2 separate regions of the Rattus norvegicus genome follow, and region 2 is linked to region 1. The links are chromatin contacts, called in public Hi-C maps. All regions are on one chromosome and are shown on one strand. The core of a region is the stretch at or near the end of the contact, and the rest is flanking DNA. Distances in the headings are between cores, read along the strand shown. Region 1 has its middle 84 kb from the start of Septin7. Region 2 holds the start of Eepd1 (endonuclease/exonuclease/phosphatase family domain containing 1).

Region 1 (4,880 bases), core at 447-2,946:
TGTTAGGCCCACTTCAGGTAGTTAGCTACCTTCAAAAGAGTCCACTCATATCTGCATACAACTGGCTAATGCTGGATTACACTCACTTGGCCAGGACCAGTCCCACAGGTGGGTCTGGTCTTCTTCCATTTGATCAGCTTGCTTCCTGATTGGGTTGAGAAAACCTGTGATATTCTTCCACTTTGGTTAGCAAAACTGGTTAGAATAAGAAAGAAAGAAAGAAAGAAAGAAAGAAAGAAAGAAAGAAAGAAAGAGAGAGAGAGAGAGAGAGAGAGAGAGAGAGAGAGAGAGAGAGAGAGGAAGGAAGGAAGGAAGGAAGGAAGGAAGGAAGGAAGGAAGGAAGGAAGGAAAGGAGGGAGGGAGGGAGGGAAGAAGGAAAGAAAAAGAAGACCTCTAGTCTAGTGATGATTACCTGAAGGGTCTGCCAGCCCACTGCACACTCTGTCTCTGCAAGGCTGACACTGGGAAAGGAGCTGCCACAGGAGTGAGGTTGCCCATCTCAGTTCTCCTTGCTCCTTACTAGTTGTGCTAAGCTGAGTCTATTGCCTCTATAAGCCCTTACTCTGGCATTGTCAAGAGATCCAGACACAGAGACATCTGACCCTTACCCAAGACTTCATATTGAGACGAATGGCAGAACATCTTGCTTGAAGGCTTCAGGGGCATACCTTGTAGCTGTCATCATAAAGAGGGTTGGCAGAACTCCTCACCTCTCAACAGAATCCAACTCCAACTACAGTCTCATTCAAAGAAAAAATAATTTAAGGTCTGGGAGCTGGCTCGGTGGGAAGGTATACTTACTCTACGAGCACCTGAACCTGGGTTCAAATCTCTAGCAGCCACATAGAAAAGTCAAGAATGACCTCATGTGCCTGTAACCTCAGCTTTGCAAGGGCAAAGCAAGATGGATTCTGAGACTTCAGCCCAGCTGAAATGATGAGTTTCCACCTCAGTGAGAGACCCTGTCTCAAGGCAATAATGAGGGGAGGGATAGAAGAGATACCAGCATCCTCCTGCTTTCCACATACATATGAGAACACACAAACACACACACTTACAACATACATGGAAATGAAGAGACTTAGGGATTTGTGTTGATTATGACTATAGATGCATCCCATGTAATCTAGCCAATCTACACCTAGGATTATATATTGGAGAAATTAGAGATGCATACACATTTGCTCACAAGGTACACTCTGGGACACTACTTACCCTAGTGAAAAGCACCTTCATGTTCAATGATACAGGGCAGATAAATTATAAATGCAGTTGTTATCTACATATTCATATACATATAGATACTGTGGAAGTGTCTGGAGTGCTTACCCATGCTACCACAAAGTTTGCAAAGCTGTCCATCTCTGAACTGCTTTCTATGTGAAACACTAAAGTGTGGTCCTTGCAAAAGACTACACCATGCTTGATTAACTTGAGAGCAGGTGACCTATTGTGGAAATCAAAATACATGTTACAAAACTAGCTGTAACTGAATGTGATTAAAACATGGAATTATATGTTTGTAATCTAATACATAGTCAGCGTGTCGGCCCATGTCTGCAGTCTGTGTGACCCTGCAACGTCAGGCCTCCTCAGGAGGAGGGGCCACTAATAAACAAATAGGAGAGTGAGGAGAGCTGGTGTCATAGCCAGGAGCCAATGACCCCTGGAGCTCACCAGGAGAGCCCTGGGCAAAGGGAAGAGATCAAAGCCCTATTCCCTGCTCTGAAGTTCTCCCATTGCTCTGGGTCAACAGGCAAGGCTCCTGTCACTCCAGCCTTGACAACAGTTCCAAAGGCACACTCAGAAGAGGACCAAAGGTCTTATTCCAACAGTCACTGTCTGGCTCTTATAGGTTTCTTGACTATTTTCAGTGTTTCCACAGCCCTTCTCTGGAGAAAGGCCATTTCCCCTAGATTTCCCTTGCACTGATGCATGTTTTTCCTCCTACTGAGTACATCTCAGACTTTCCTTTCCCATCCTCTGCTTCCCAAATATCTGTTCATCTTTCTAAGCCAAAAGACGGTGGCAAGCAGACTGGTGAGGGGTTAGAGCACCTGCTGTGGGTTTAGTTAACAGCCAGGAAGAGCAGCCACAACGTGTAACACTTACTTAGCAGTTATGTGCTGTTTCCATACATCTCATCCCGTTTAATCCTGATAGCTGGTTGTGGGAAGATGGCAGGACCTTTCCTTGGAAGGAAGATGAAGACCCTAGACTTGATGACGTTAATCAAGTCTTCCAGTGTCAGTACATGGCAGGGAGTCAGTTCAAAGGCAGGCTGGTCTGTGTCACTCACTGAGCACTTTCACACTGTGACTCGCCCAAGGGGAGGTAGGGGCTGCATAGGTGAGATCATCTCTGTTCAACAAGTGAGGAAGCAGAGTCTGGTTTCGGGGAAATGGGCACAGTTGTTTGAGAATCCAGACCTCCTGGATTCTCCTAAATGTGGCTTGTCATGGCTGCCCGAGTGTGGCGTCCTCTGTGTGCTTTCTGAACCCAGTGCCAAGGAGAGACCCTGATGAAAGACAGCCAGTGAATGGAGCTTCCATTACCTAGTAGATGGCCTGTCAGGCATGTGTGGTCTTTATAGACTCAGAGGATTCTTGTGAGAGCAGCCACCAGAGAAATAAGCAATATTGTTCTTTTATAAAGGTACAAATAAGAAAAACCCACTCATGTCCTGAGGATGATGAATGGAAGTTTCCTTATTGCCTCTGTTCTTTGGAACATGTGGAGAGGAGTCCTGTAGTCTGTATGTGTGTGCGGGCAGTGAGCAGGGCGGGCAGAGGTGTTCCACAGTGTCTCATCTCCCTCCCATCATCCATAGTCTCCTACTATCCAGCCGTCTATCTCTTCATTATGCATCCTGACCTGTGCCTGTGTTGTGGACTCCAAAGGCAGACAGCCCCGGGCTTCATCTCTTGCCTCCACTCTGTACTAATGTGTTGACTTCAGTGTTTACTCAGGCTTGATTAAGTTGCAGCTAATGTCGAGGGAAAGGCATAGAGTGGAAGGTTTGTTTAGAAGAGCTGCAAGTCAGGTCATTTGCCCGAGTCCCTCTGCTTCCTGACTGAGGTCTCAGTTACTATTCAACTCAGTCCCTGAACTTAGCCAGGTCTTGTGTCCTACTTAAGGTATGACAGCAGCAAGATTCTCTTACCAAAAGCAAAGCTCCTGCAGGAAGAGCTGCATTCAGAAGCCCATTGGAGGTCTACTTTTACATACACATGGTAGGTCTTTTATATACACTTGATAGATAGTCATTGCCTTTCACCTGTGATATCATCAAAGATGGACTTTTTCATTTATTTTTTTGGGAAGTAACTTTTGTTTCATTTTCATAAATGGGTGAGTGACTGAATTAAAAATTTAACTTTTTTTTCCTATATAGGCGATCTAGACGAAGAGTAAGAAAAATTGGTTTCACACTTTCTGGAGAAATTCAAGCTTTAAATACAAGGGAATTCAACCATTTTTTTTTGTCCATTAAGCTTTTATTATTAAAAGAAACCTACTATAACTGAGATTAAACTAAGAAATCTATATGTGGATATGAAATATTAATATATTTACAAATGTATATCCATGCATATGTATGCATGTGGATGGAGGCCAGAGGTGGACATCAATGGCTTCCTTGATCATTCTCCACCATTTTTTTTTTTTTGAGAAAGGATCTCTCGTTGAACCTCAAGTTTGCTGATTGAGCTAAACTGGTTGGCTAGCAAATCTCAGGATCCTCTTGCCCCACATCCCTAGTGCTAGAATTACAGGCCGAGACCACCACACCAGCATTTCGGTATGGATTCTGACCTGTCATGTCATGACCCAGGCCTGAGCTATAAGCACTGTATGAGTGGCCAACACCCCAGTCAACAATTTTTGGTATATTCAGAGTTGTGTGACCATTTTAGAACATTGTCTCCCTCTCTTTTCCTCCACAGTTCTGCGAATCGAACCCACAGGCTCTTGCTTGTGGGAAACGAATGCTCTTATTACTTAGCTACATCCTCAGTCCAAAATTAGACCATTTTCATGGCCTGTATCTTCTTCAAGTGCTTCTCTCATGTAGCTTAATGTTCACTGCATGCAGCATGGATCAGCACCTTGTTCCTTCCTACGACAAGCAGTCTCCCACTGCATAGCTGTACTACCTCTCAGCTGACAGATGTTGAGGCTCTGCACCCTTTGGCTATGGAGAATAAGGCTGATCTGGATTCTCCCAAGCACAGTTGCTATAGACATGTCTCCAGTTCCCCTGAGTACATCCCAAGGGATTAGAATAACTGAGTTTACTCAGTTAAGACAGAAGGCCCAGCAATTAAGATGCTCTTTCAGAGGACTGGAGTTTGGTTCCCAGGACCCATGTTAGTGGCTCAGAATCACCTGTAACTCCAGTCCCAGTGGATCCAGTGCCCTCATCTGACCTTCATGGACCCCCACCCCACCCCCAGGAGCACATGCCCACAGAATTTACCAGTCTGCAATTTCCAACTAACCCCTAAGTAGTAAGTTTCTACTTCAGCAATCAATTACTTTCTGTCTCGCATCCATTAACACCAGATGAAAGCCTCCCCTTTGCTTACGTGCATTTTGATGCCAGTGACTCATGAATCGTCCTTGGTGAAAATTGGTTGGTTACAAATGTGAGAACCAATGTCTGGATTCCCAGTTCTGTTCTGTTAAGGTGTCCATAGGTCAGTGCCACAGTGTCTTGATTCACTCATTTGCTGGTCTTACGTTGTCCTCCCTTTTCAGTATTGTTTTAGCAATTTTGGTGTCATGGTCGGCTTCAGCGATCACGGTGTGACATCCAGGGATTGGGAACTTCAGTCGATGAATTACCTCCTTTGGATTGGCCTGGGTGGCATTTTCTT
Region 2 (4,547 bases), core at 1,581-4,080, 150 kb before region 1:
AGAACAAAACAGGACAAACTCCACACTGAACAAGAATTGTTACTGCTCCTCTCTAGACAGCCCCTTGTGGCTCCATCGTTGATTCAGAGCCAGGCCAGCTGCCTGAGAAGCTTCTGAGTAGCTGGGAACAACCGGCTCCATATCCAGTCTCAACCCTCCCACCTTCCCCTCTCTTCATTCGTATATCTTAGAAAGTATTAAGGCCCTTAATTCCTGGCCAGACTGAATGGTATAGGAACAAATAAATTCAGGGATGGCCAGAACAGTCAAAGGAGGGGGCAAAGTAACGGAAAAACTCAACACAAAGTCACACCAGGAATGCCAATACCAGCACCACGCCTCTCAGCTCTAGAGCACACCAGAAACACGTAGACTGAACCCTGGCTGGCACCCAGAGCTTCTTAGGCAGTGTCTGGTGGTACTGGTCCAGAGCCACACTGATGAAGTGAATGGAGAAGGACTGCCCCTGCTGTCCACCCTACTGAGAGACTTGAGATCCAGATTCGCCCATCTCTTTACTACACTGGGTCTTAAGAAAACCCCTGCTGGAAATCAGGCAATCATGCTGCTGGCCGCTGTCCCCCAGCAGCTGTGAAGGAGCATCATTATCAAGCCGGTCCTGATGTGAGTCTCCCAGGGCTGTGAACAGGGTTAGTTTGCAGAATGACTGAGTTGGGGTGACAGACAGACAGTAAGTACAATGTAGCAGGGAGTAGAGCACCCAGTGATCTTCTGGTTCCTGATCCATCCTGCAACCCTCTCTCTCTCCCCTCGGAGATAAGAATGTGCCATGGGACGGTGCCAAGAAAATGTTGTGACCTGCTTTCCTCCTCACTAATCTGTCCATGACCTGCCTCAGTTCACTGATTCCGCACTGAGAGCTCACTTTTCACTTCCAGACACCAAGAAACCACCTCGCCAAGCAGATCGGCCTCCTCAAAGGAGGGCAAGCAAAAAAGTACCAGCACTGACTGCGCCCCAGATCCCTGCAGATCAGGGTCTGAGAATTTCTGACACAGTGAGAAAGCTAATGACACTGTACACTGTTACAAATAGCAGGAGTTCTTGCCACCATGTATTATTCTACCGTGTGGGGAGTTAGTTCCTACAGACGGTAATTCTGTGACGATTAGAAGCATCCTCTCCCACTGGCCGGACCTGCCAGGCTTTTCTCCTTTAGTTCAGAAGGAACCATCCGCCCAGTATCCACACCCAAACTGGCCTTTTCTAGCTCTGGGACAGGAGGAGGAGCATGCTAAAAGCCAAGTTCAGGTTCAGCAAGGAAAAGCAGTGTTCCGTGCTTTGTTCACAGCTCCCTGGCAAATACAGTGCGTAAGTTTGCAAAATTTTTTTTTTTTGTCCACACAAATAGGCGTATTTGATGGGAAAACATGACTTTCCCTCCCACTAACGTAACCTTAAAAAAAAATCTCAGGATTTTATCAGGACAGTGGTAGTGCATGCCTTTAACCCCAGCACTCAGGAGGCAGGGGCAGGTGGATCCCTTGAATCCCTGAGTTCAAAGCCAGCCTGGTTCTAGGACAGTCAAAGCTACAGAGAAAGCATGACTCTGAAGAAAGACAAAAAAAAAAAAAAAAACAAACAAACAAAAAAAAAAACCAACAACAACAAAAAAAAAAAAAAACCCTCGTTTTTCTTATATGCAAGACTATATGCCTCAGTCCCTGAGGCAGTTAAAAGTCTGTGAAGTTCCATAAGCCAAAGTCCTTCTCCAAAGCAGAACCCACCGTACATAGCCTCTGCATAGCAGGGGACTATCACTCAGCATTCAGCTCTAGAACCTCAGGAACATGGGTTAAGCACTCTTTCCTCTCCCTTGCCACAAAGGATCCACTCATTTGTATCCTCACTCACAGCACCCTTCGCGGTTGCAGCCCTCACCTGTTTTCCAGAAGCGTCATGCACACCACCTCTCGGACCCCTGGGTTATTGGCCTTCTCCACAGAGCAGCCCTGTAAGTTCCACGTGGCCAACCTAAACACAGGTCGCCCATCCCTCATACCTCCAAAGGCCTCCACCGAGGGCCTCATAGAGATAATCTGCGTGGGCCCCCCTGGTGGCAGGTCCAAGTCCTCACTCTGCAGGCTCAGAGACGTGGGACTGGGATGAGGCTTGGCAGTGAAGGTAAGACCCCCATTGGTGTGGGTAGATGGGGGCCTGGACCTCTCTGCGAACACCTGGTGTCGTATTCTGTCCAGGAAGGCTGCATTGATTCCATCCATCCTCACCAAGTCCTCAACACTTCGGAAAGGGCCATGTTCGCGGCGGTAGTCCACGATGCTGACGGCCATCTTCTCACTGAGGCCCCGGACACTCATGAGCTGAGCAAGGGTGGCTGTGTTGATATTGACTCGTGGAGTGAGGGGCACAGTGGTGGCCAGGTGATGGGGCTGCTGCTCAGCCAGCAGATCCCGCCTCAGGGAACTGGGAGAGTGCTGTGCTGAGTTACCCTTGCTGCTCACACAGATCTCAAACTTGACCTGTTCTAGTTTAGTGGCCCCTACACCACTGACAAGTGCTAGATCTTCCACCTTCTTGAAGCCGCCGATATATTCTCGGTACTCCACGATGCTTCGGGCCACTGCACGTGTCACCCCAGGCAGGGTCATCAGTTCCTCCTCAGTGGCAGTGTTGATATTTAGTCGCTCCTGATTCACCAGGATGTTGCTGAAGTTGCAGGCAGCGCTGAACTTGCGGCTATGTGACAGGTCTGATGGGTCTCTGGGGATAGAGCGATGGCAGCCCAGGGTGCTCCCCATGGCCAACCACCACAAAACAATTCTGGATAGAGAAGGAACCCGGGAGCCTTTACAGGCACAAAAGAACAGGAGGTTGCAGGACTTATGGGTCGAGGAAGTTGCTGCAGACGAACATCAAATCTTCCATGACTAGTGTTCAAAATTACCTTTTGCTTGGCCCCCTAGAAATTGACATGGAAATTGATTGAAATTAATCAATCAACCCTTTGCACTCTCGCAGTGTTGGAAGTTCATAACGCGTAGGGGGGTCAGGTCAACTTCTAAAAACATAGACCCAGAAAGGCTGACCTTTGTGGGGTTTCCTCGGGTTATTTATCACACTGGATCCAAAAGGGGAACAGAGATATCCCCGCTGGGGCCACCTCCTCACTTCGGACGCCCCCCCCATACACACACACACACACACACACACACACACACACACACACACACACACACACAACGGGGCTCCTGCAGACAGGCAAGAAGAAGCCCCTACTGCGCTCAAAGCACTGTAACTTGGTAACTCGGCTGAGCCTGTGGCCGCAGACACTGAACAAGGATTTAGGGACCCACCCCCCGGATCTCCGATCCCCGCGTCCCACCTCTCCGCCGCTCTGCTGGGTCCGCTCTCGGTCCCCGGTGGCTCTACGCGCGCGTCCCGGCTCTTTCTCCCAGGGAAACTCTTCAGTGCAGCTTTCCCGGGGCAGGCAGGATTGCTCCTAAACGACAGTAGCAGCGGCGAAATTCGGCCCCCGATGCTGCACCAGGACTAGCGGCGTCGCAGCTGCGTCGATCCAGGCAAAACCCGGCGCCTAACTCGGGTGCGAGAGACGGCGGAGCGCGTCCCGAGCCGCGCGCCGCGCGCCACCACCGCCTTTCGCCGTGGGTGTCACAGCTGAAGTAGGGTCGCGGCGCCCGCCCGTGCCTCCGCCCGCACAGCCACGCCTCCTCCGCGCAAACTCCTCCTCCCGCCTCCCCGCCGCACGTAGGGGCGGGACAGGAGTGCCTTGGGGCGGGACCATTGGTGGGCCTCGTGGGGCGGGGTCGAGGGCGGGACTTGGGGACTGGGCGGGCAGTAGGAATGGCTCACTGTGAGCCGGGCTGTTTTTCTGAACCTGAGCTCCTACCAAGCTCCTTTTGTTAGGTGAAGCTGTTTAGGGCTACCTAAGGCAAGCGGGGGTCTTCTCTGTGAAGTAGGCTTGTCCTGCATATCCAGAGCTCCTGAAATTCTCAGACCGGGGATAAAATGGATCTAGCTCAATTCTCTCGCTACTTTTTAGGTCTTTCCTCCTACTCAGAGAGACCTTCGTGCTCCACTAATGTCTGGGAACCATGTGTCACTGGAAGAGGACTTGCCTCCTGGGTGTTCACAAAGGTTGTACATCTGCTGCCCTTTGCAAATTTAGCTCTCTGAGAAAATAAGGGCATGTTTCTGTTAAGTATTAAATCTAATCGCAAAAAAAAAAAAAAAAAAAAAAAAAAAAAAAAAAAAAAACGGAAGGAAACAATACTGGGAAGTGCAGGCAGCTTTCCAAAACAGTTTTTGGATCACATTGTGAAATGATGATAATTTAGTTAAAGATTAAAGAGCCTGATGCATTACAATGGATACCTGAAGCAGGAGTATTTGGCTAAACAAACCCTGCAGGGTAGCAGTGACAGGGTGAGCCTTTAGATACTTTGACCCAGAGCTGTCAGTGACCTCTGAAAGAACAGATCTGAACAAGGCTTCTGATTTGAATACCAACAGAAAGCATTCACAGGTGAAGTGGGTGACAACCCAGG

What was found. A called contact is a pair of places that touch in the nucleus more often than the background predicts.
Region 2: a Hi-C map of liver shows a contact between it and region 1, with 4 times the contacts expected there. The contact joins the promoter of Eepd1 here to the enhancer-like site in region 1. A contact is called at or near these places in 9 of 12 Hi-C or Micro-C datasets (the A7r5 cell line, the Rat2 cell line, Schwann cells and 5 more).

The regions. Positions count from the first base shown.
Region 1 is chr8:32,076,982-32,081,861 of GRCr8, reverse strand. No RefSeq gene overlaps it. Among named protein-coding and RNA genes, the nearest start is that of Septin7, 84 kb to the right of the region's middle. Within about 2 kb of position 1,696, at least 1 of the 93 cell types and tissues checked has an H3K27ac peak or open chromatin away from gene starts, as enhancers often do. A contact at or near this core is called in liver, where this site is marked.
Region 2 is chr8:32,232,228-32,236,774 of GRCr8, reverse strand. Eepd1 (endonuclease/exonuclease/phosphatase family domain containing 1) reads right to left here and starts at 2,830. Exons shown (of 7, transcript NM_001014088.3): 1 at 1,903-2,830. The coding sequence starts at 2,780.